Regions from separate parts of the Ovis aries genome. Here region 2 is linked to region 1. Evidence: chromatin contacts called from public Hi-C data. All regions are on one chromosome and are shown on one strand. Each heading gives the region's core, a stretch centred on a gene start, on an enhancer-like site or on the middle of the called end of the contact. The rest is flanking DNA. Distances are from core to core; before and after follow the strand shown.

Region 1 (3,719 bases), core at 569-3,068:
ATATAAAATGACTGAGAAAATAAATCAATAAATCATTTTAGCAGTTTCATCATTTTAGCAGTTCCAAGTATTGATCTTTTAAAATTTTCACCATTTTTTTTTGACTGGCAAGCTGTCACCTGCTAGATGAAACTGTAATTGTCTGAACCATAATTTGACTTACAGAATCATATCAAACTCTCAACCATGATATTTGATAGGTGACTTTCATCCTAAGTAAACATCTCAGTATAAATGGTTTCATTTTGCATGCTGAATCTTCTACTGAACTAAGTAATTTCACTAAAGAATTTCTTAGCCATTATAGTACTGCTTGATACTTCTATTTATTCAATATTTCTGTTACCAACTAAGTAATAAAAATGTTTATTGAAATGTCCTATTAAAGAGTTGGTTTAATTTTATCAGCTTATGTTCACCTGCAACCCATGACGTTTCGTGGATATCAATCAGCCATGTGGATGGACCTTCCAAGATGGTTTTTACTTTTGTCATCAAATGTGCATTTATATATAATTTATTTAAAAGTGAATAATTTTCTTTTACAATTGATGTTTCATTACTTTAAATATTCTTTATTTTTTCTTTATACGTATTTATATATGACCTATATCTTCATTGGACTTCCCTAGTAGCTCAGCTGGTAAAGAACCCTCCTACAAGGTAGAAGACCCAGTTTCAACTCCTGGGTCAGGAAGATCTGCTGGAGAAGAGATAGGCTACCCATGCCAATATTCTTGGGCTTTCCTGGTGGCTCAGCTGGTAAAGAATCCACCTGCAATGAGGGAGATCTGGGTTTGATCCCTGGGTTGGGAAGATCCCCTGGAGAAGGGAACAGCTACCCACTCCAGGATTCTGGCCTGGAGAATTCAGTCATGGGGTTGCAAGGAGTCAGACTGAGTGACTCTCACTTTTATATTTTTCATTATCTCATCTTTTCTCATTATCTTCTGCTTCTCTTTCTTACTTTCTATATTTAGGTTTATAAGTGTGACAGCTCTATCATTCATCAAAATAATTTTTCAGCTTTAAGAACTGAAATATTTCTTTCTTATAAAACAAGACGAAGTTTTGAGGTATGTTAGAATATTATTTACTTGAATCAAGTCTTTAACTTGTCTGCTAGAATATTATTTATTGATACTTAAGCCAAGTTTCTAATTAAAATTTTTTCCCAAATATTTAACTACTCCCATTTCAGTTTCCTGCTCTATAGGAATTATCTAAGTTTCACGTTTAAATATAAAGTCCTCAGCTGTTTAAGCCCCACACTCCTTTCCCTCTGTAGGTAATCTGATTACCACTCAATACTCAGAATCACAGAGCCAGACCATCTGTACCCTTGACTCTCGCAATGGGCACTATGGGAAAGGACCAGCCCTAGATACCCGGCACCTGGATGTGCCTCTTCTGGGCCCGGATGCCCTCAGACCTGTTCCTCATGCTTTCCCTGCTCTGCTGTGTATCGAAGGGGCAGCCTGCAGCCTGCAAACCCCCTTCTCGGCTATCAGCTGTGTTCAGCCCGATGGGAGGTGCTGGTGGGGATGGAAATTCAGGAGAAGAAGAGAAACCAGGGTGTTTCATCCCTCCCTCTGGCAGCATGTCCAACAGCATCTCCATCTCGTCTGGAGTTCCAGCACTGCCGCGCAAGCCCCTGGCTCTGGTCCCTACCATCGCCTCCTCCTCTCTCTCAGCCCAGGGATGGAGGGCCTGCTCCTGGACTTACACGGTCCCTGGTGATTCAGAACCTCTCCATCCCCTGGGGAACCGAGTTCCTGCATGAACTCTCCTTTGCTATCCCAGTTAACCTTTGGCTGATGTGTTGCAATTTCAAAGCCCAGTGACAACATCCTGTGGGGAGGTGCTGTCCCCTCTCCCGCTGGCCACAGGCTTTCCCTTCAGTACCTCCCGTGGCTTGGATCTGCCCGTTGCCAGCTCTTCTCAGCTCTGATTTCAGCAACATCTTTTTGTTTGTGGCTTGAACTTTCATATGGAGGAAGAAACTACGTCATGGAAAACTGCTCACACTGCCCATCCCTGCTCTGCCGAGAGCCAGCTGTTAAACACAGGCCAACACGCCCCTGGTGGAGATCAGGATTGAGCCAGTGCAGTGAACGCTTGTCTACTGACTGCTGACAGGGCAGAGGGCTTCTCTGTGGAGGTGGGTGTCCAGCCTTAGAGGAGAGCTGGCCCCACGTGAAGATGACTAGAGAGCCTGGCTAGCTTCTGTGTCCAGAGCAGGGCTGTGTTAGGGTGAGGGGAGGGAGGAACTCAGCTCAGGCACAAAATGTTAGGGGCATCAGGAACCTCAGTAATCAAGACAACTGGTATTTTTAACGCAATATTTTTAAAGGTCAAAATCAATGCCCCCAAGCTCTATATGAAGAAAATAACAACATTTTCAGGGAAGACAGGATTGAACACACAGTGATTGAGATCACACTGAGGTGAAGGTTAAGTCATGAGATATCCATCTTGGTCAGGTTTTGATCATTTTTTCACATGGACTCTTTTGTATTAATTTTGATTTTTTTTTTTAAATTCATGACTTACCACTTGGCAATGATTTCTTGGCTACAACACCAAAAGCACAGATGACCAAACAAAAAAAGATAAAGTTTATCAGAAGTAAAGGACATGATCAACAGATGAAAGAAACTAGGAGAATGGGAGAAACTATTTGCAACTTACATATCTGATAAGAGATTAATATCCAGAATATTTAAAGAGCTCCTAAAACTCAGTAACAAAACCCGAAACAACCATATGCGCATAGGGCTTAAACTTCTCTGCAAGAAGATACACAAGTGGTCAATAAGCACATGGAAAGATGCTCAACATCACTAAATATTAGAAAAATGTAAATCAAAACTGCATTGAACCACAAACTCATACCTGTGATGCTGCTGCTGCTGCTGCTGCTGCTGCTGCTGCTGCTAAGTCGCTTCAGTCATGTCCGACTCTGTGCAACCACAGAGATGGCAGCCCACCAGGCTCTGCTGTCCCTGGGATTCTCTAGGCAAGAACACTGGAGTGGGTTGCCATTTCCTTCTCCAACGCATGAAAGTGAAAAGTGAGAGTGAAGTCGCTCAGTCATGTCCCACTCTTAGTGACTGCATGGACTGCAGCCCACCAGACTCCTCCGTCCATGGGATTTTCCAGGCGAGAGTACTGGAGTGGGGTGCCATTGCGTTCTCTGCATGCATTACTAGTGGGGATATAACATAGTATGTTACCTTCTATGTAACAGCAGTTACAACTGCTGTGAAAGACAGTATGGAGGTTCCTCAAAAATTTGAAAATAGAACTGCCAGATGGCCCAGCAATTGCACTTCTGGGTGTTTAACTAAAAGAATTTAAAACAGGGACTCAAACAGATGTTTGTATGCTCAGCATTATTTATAAGAGCTACCACGTGAAGTAAGCCAGGTGTCCACTGATGCAGGAACAGATAATCAAAATGTGGTCTCTCACACAACGGAATACTATCCAGCCTTTTAAAAGGATGGAGATTCTAGCACAGGCTGCAGTGTGGATGAACCCTGAAGACACTATACTAAGCAGAATAAGCCAGTCACAAAGGGGCGAATACTGTGTGATTCCACTTCCGTGAGGTACCTGGAGGAGTTGAATGCATACACACAGACAGAAAGCAGAACGGAGGTCGCAAGGGGTGGGAGGAGCGGGGAACGGGGTTATAGTTTAGTTCCAGTTTTGCA
Region 2 (3,719 bases), core at 837-3,336, 410 kb before region 1:
GTCTTCCCAGCAGACACCCGCTTCTCCTAACAATGATTTGGCCTAGAGACAGGGTCATGGACCAAGGGTAGGGCTCTAAGCCCCAAGAGGCCTGGGCCCCGGTGGCATTGCCCAGGTCTCGGGCTCCATCTGGCTGACCCCTCCCAGACCTGCCCCCTTTCTGGCCTCGGGGGCCCTGGGGAAAGCCTGTCCAGGCCGTGGGAGTTTGGCTACCATTATCTGGCCCTTATCTGGGTCCACTTAGTTCAATGACTAGGAGCCGACCTGAGGGTCACGCCTGTCTCCAGAGAGTCCGTGCTATCTCAGTGACCTGCAGAAACCCTGGCATGAGCTCATGTTTTCTGACGACAGAGAGGACCCTGCCGTATCATGGCCCTGCACCCCCGCCCCCAGCGTCTGGCCAGAGCCTGGTGGAGGCTCCATGGCTGCTCACTGAAATAGCAACGCTGATAACTGGGGCAGACAGGAACGCACTGATGAATTTCCATTGAGAAAAGTGCCCCCCACCTCCCCTCCCCTCTGTGCTCACGTGGTCCCACTTTGAGGAGCATTCAGGTTCACAGGCTGGGCCTTTCTCAGACACGGCCTCAAACCTGTCCCCGCCCCATGACTGATCCATGTTGATGTATGGCAGAAACCAACACAGTATTGTAATTATTCTTCAATTAAAAATGAATAAATTTTAAAAACTGTCCCCACCCCTGTGAAGTCTTGCTGTGACCACAAACCCCTGGAAAAATTTGTCCTAAAACATAGTTGCTCCTCACTGAGGAAAATACTGTAAGGGTAGAAACCTTGTTTTTTACTCATCTGCTTGTTCCAGAATTTGACGCCACCCAGCACACAGTGGGCTGCTCAGTAGACAGGGACTCGGTTTGATTGGACTGGGGAGGGCTGGAAGAACACAGCCCACCCTCCACCTCCCCAGCTTGCTGAGAACTTGGGCAGATTAATTTCCTCTCTCTGGTTCACAGAGAGTCACTTTACACAGTCTTAAACCTTTGGTAAAAAGAAACACTTGGTGCATTTACATCTAACGTGATCACCAACATATCCAAGTTTACATCTACCTCCTCTTCTGTGATTCCCTTTTGTCTTGGTTCCTCTCTGTCTGTTTTTCTCTCTCTTCTTGGCATCGCTTGATCTTGACTAATTGTATCATTCCTTTTTTTTTAATCCCTCTACCACCTTGGAAGTTATAAGCCCTGTTTTTATCATGATTACCTTGGCGATCACAGCATGCAGGATTAAATTCTTACCAGAGTCTGCAGTTGAACAATTTGTTCATCCCACTCTCAGAGAGTGTAACAGCCTATAGCACTTCAGTTCCGCTCATCCCTCCAGCTGCTTCGCTGCTGCTGTGCGTCTCAAAGACCAATAACTACGGCTGTTGTTTTATAGAGTATATTCACTCACTCTTACATACTCGCTCACTCACTTGGATCTCTGTTCTTTTTTTTTTTTTAATTGTTTATTTGGCTGCATTGGATCTTTAGTTGCAGCCTGAGAACTCAGTTGCGACATACGGGCTCTAGTTCCCTGGAGAGGGATCGAACCTGGATCCCCTGCATTGGGAGTGCAGAGTCAGCACCACTGAGCCACCAGGAAGTCCCTCTATTTATTCTTGTGTCTCAGTCATGCCCCAGCTAACACCTGGCACAGCCAAATTAATAAGTACATTAAAAGAAAGGAAATTGGGACGGGGCTTGCATTTGACTAGCACTTCCCATGTCGTCCCAGGAGGTCGTGCCTGCTGCCTGGGTCAGCAGGGAGGAGCTGGGGAACAGTGGGAAAGAACTCACCTGCCAATGCAGGAGACGGAAGGGACACAGGTTCGATTCCTGGGTGGGGAGATCCCCTGGAGGAGGGCATGGCAACCCACTCCAGTATTCTTGTCTGGAAAATCCCAGGACAGAGGAGCCTGGAGGGCTACAGTCCATGGGGTCGCAAGAGTCGGATATGATTGAGCAACTAACCAACAATAATAACTTATCTGTGTAAATACCCGCAACTGAGACCAGGTCAAGCGACCCCTGAGTCTTTCCTTCCTCAGCCCCAGCCTTCCCCGGCCCCGGCCACCCCTCTCTCAGCCCTGTGTCTGCAGCCACATCCGACCCCCGGGTGTCCCCAAGGATAGGCAGATGTGTGGGGAGACCTTTGGGAGATCAAGGGCATGGGTGGGAGAGGAAAACAGGAAGGTGGGCTGATAAGGAGAGAGTCTTGAGGGAACTGGGGGAAAACAACAACAAAAAAAAAAACCAGCAGGTTTGGAGAAATCCTGGCCTGAAGAGTAGCTGTTGCTGGTCGTCGGCAGGGACAGCAGAGCTGGCCCAGGAACTCTGGGGCGGGCAGGAAGGCAGACCTGGCTCTCGCTTACTCAGTGTGACTTCTAAGGGGCATCCCTGGTGGCCCAGACTCTGTGCTCCCACTGCAGAGGGTGTGGCTGCGACCCCTGGCCAGGGAACGAAGATCCCACATGCCATGCACCATGGCAAAAAAAAAAAAAAGACATTTATGCCTGTTACATTTTGCACAGACACAAACGTGGCAGGTCCCCGGGGACTGAAGTGACTTTTTCCGAACATGCCAGGCACACGCCTACCGCAGGGCCTCTGTGCTTGCTTTTTCCTCTGTCTGGAATGCTCTCCACCTTTCATCATCCCTTCCCTTATCTTCCTCGGGTCTTCAGTAAAATGTCACCTTCTCTGTGATGCCGTCCAATCTACAATTGCAGTGGTGCACTGCCCCCCGCCCCACACACACACACACACACACACGCCTAAAGATCCTATCATGTCACCCCCTGGGCCCCTGACATCTGTAGAGCCTGAAAGTGAAAGTATTAATTATTTAGTCATGTCTGACTCTTTGTGACCCTGTGGACTGTAGTCCACCAGGCTCCTCTGTCGAGGGGATTCTCCAGGCAAGAATATGGGAGTGATAATAAACAAATGGGACCTAATTAAAATTAAAAGCTTTTGCACAACAAAGGAAACTATAAGCAAGGTGAAAAGACAACCTTCAGAATGGGAGAAAATAATAGCAAACGAAGCAACTGACAAAGAATTAATCTCAAAAATATATAAGCAACTCCTGCAGCTCAATTCCAGAAAAATAAAAGACCCAATCAAAAAATGGGCCAAAGAACTAAATAGACATTTCTCCAAAGAAGACATACGGCTGGCTAACAAACACATGAAAAGCTGCTCAACATCACTCATTATTAGAGAAACGCAAATCAAAACCACAATGAGGTACCATTTCACACCAGTCAGAATGGCTGCGATCCAAAAGTCTACAAGCAATAATTGCTGGAGATGGTGTGGAGAAAAGGGAACCCTCTTACACTGTGGGTGGGAAAGCAAACTAGTACAGCCACTATGGAGAACAGTGCGGAGATTCCTTAAAAAACTGGAAATAGAACTGCCTTATGACCCAGCAATCCCACTGCTGGGCATACACACCAAGGAAACCAGAAGTGAAAGAGACACATGTACCTCAATGTTCATCGCAGCACTGTTTATAATAGCCAGGACATGGAAGCAACCTAGATGTCCATCAGCAGATGAATGGATAAGAAAGCTGTGGTACATACACACAATGGGATATTACTCAGCCATTAAAAAGAATACATTTGAATCAGTCCTAATGAGGTGAATGAAACTGGAGCCGATTATACAGAGTGAAGTAAGCCAGAAAGAAAAACACCAATACAGTAT

Evidence for each region. A called contact is a pair of places that touch in the nucleus more often than the background predicts.
Region 2: a Hi-C map of liver shows a contact between it and region 1, with 2.9 times the contacts expected there. The contact joins two enhancer-like sites. A contact is called at or near these places in 3 of 16 Hi-C or Micro-C datasets (blood, liver and tail adipose tissue).

The regions. Positions count from the first base shown.
Region 1 is chr2:105,234,295-105,238,013 of ARS-UI_Ramb_v3.0, reverse strand. No RefSeq gene overlaps it. Among named protein-coding and RNA genes, the nearest start is that of FAM167A, 42 kb to the left of the region's middle. Within about 2 kb of position 1,818, at least 4 of the 54 cell types and tissues checked have an H3K27ac peak or open chromatin away from gene starts, as enhancers often do. A contact at or near this core is called in liver, where this site is marked.
Region 2 is chr2:105,647,583-105,651,301 of ARS-UI_Ramb_v3.0, reverse strand. No RefSeq gene overlaps it. Among named protein-coding and RNA genes, the nearest start is that of DEFB136, 26 kb to the left of the region's middle. Within about 2 kb of position 2,086, at least 1 of the 54 cell types and tissues checked has an H3K27ac peak or open chromatin away from gene starts, as enhancers often do. A contact at or near this core is called in liver, where this site is marked.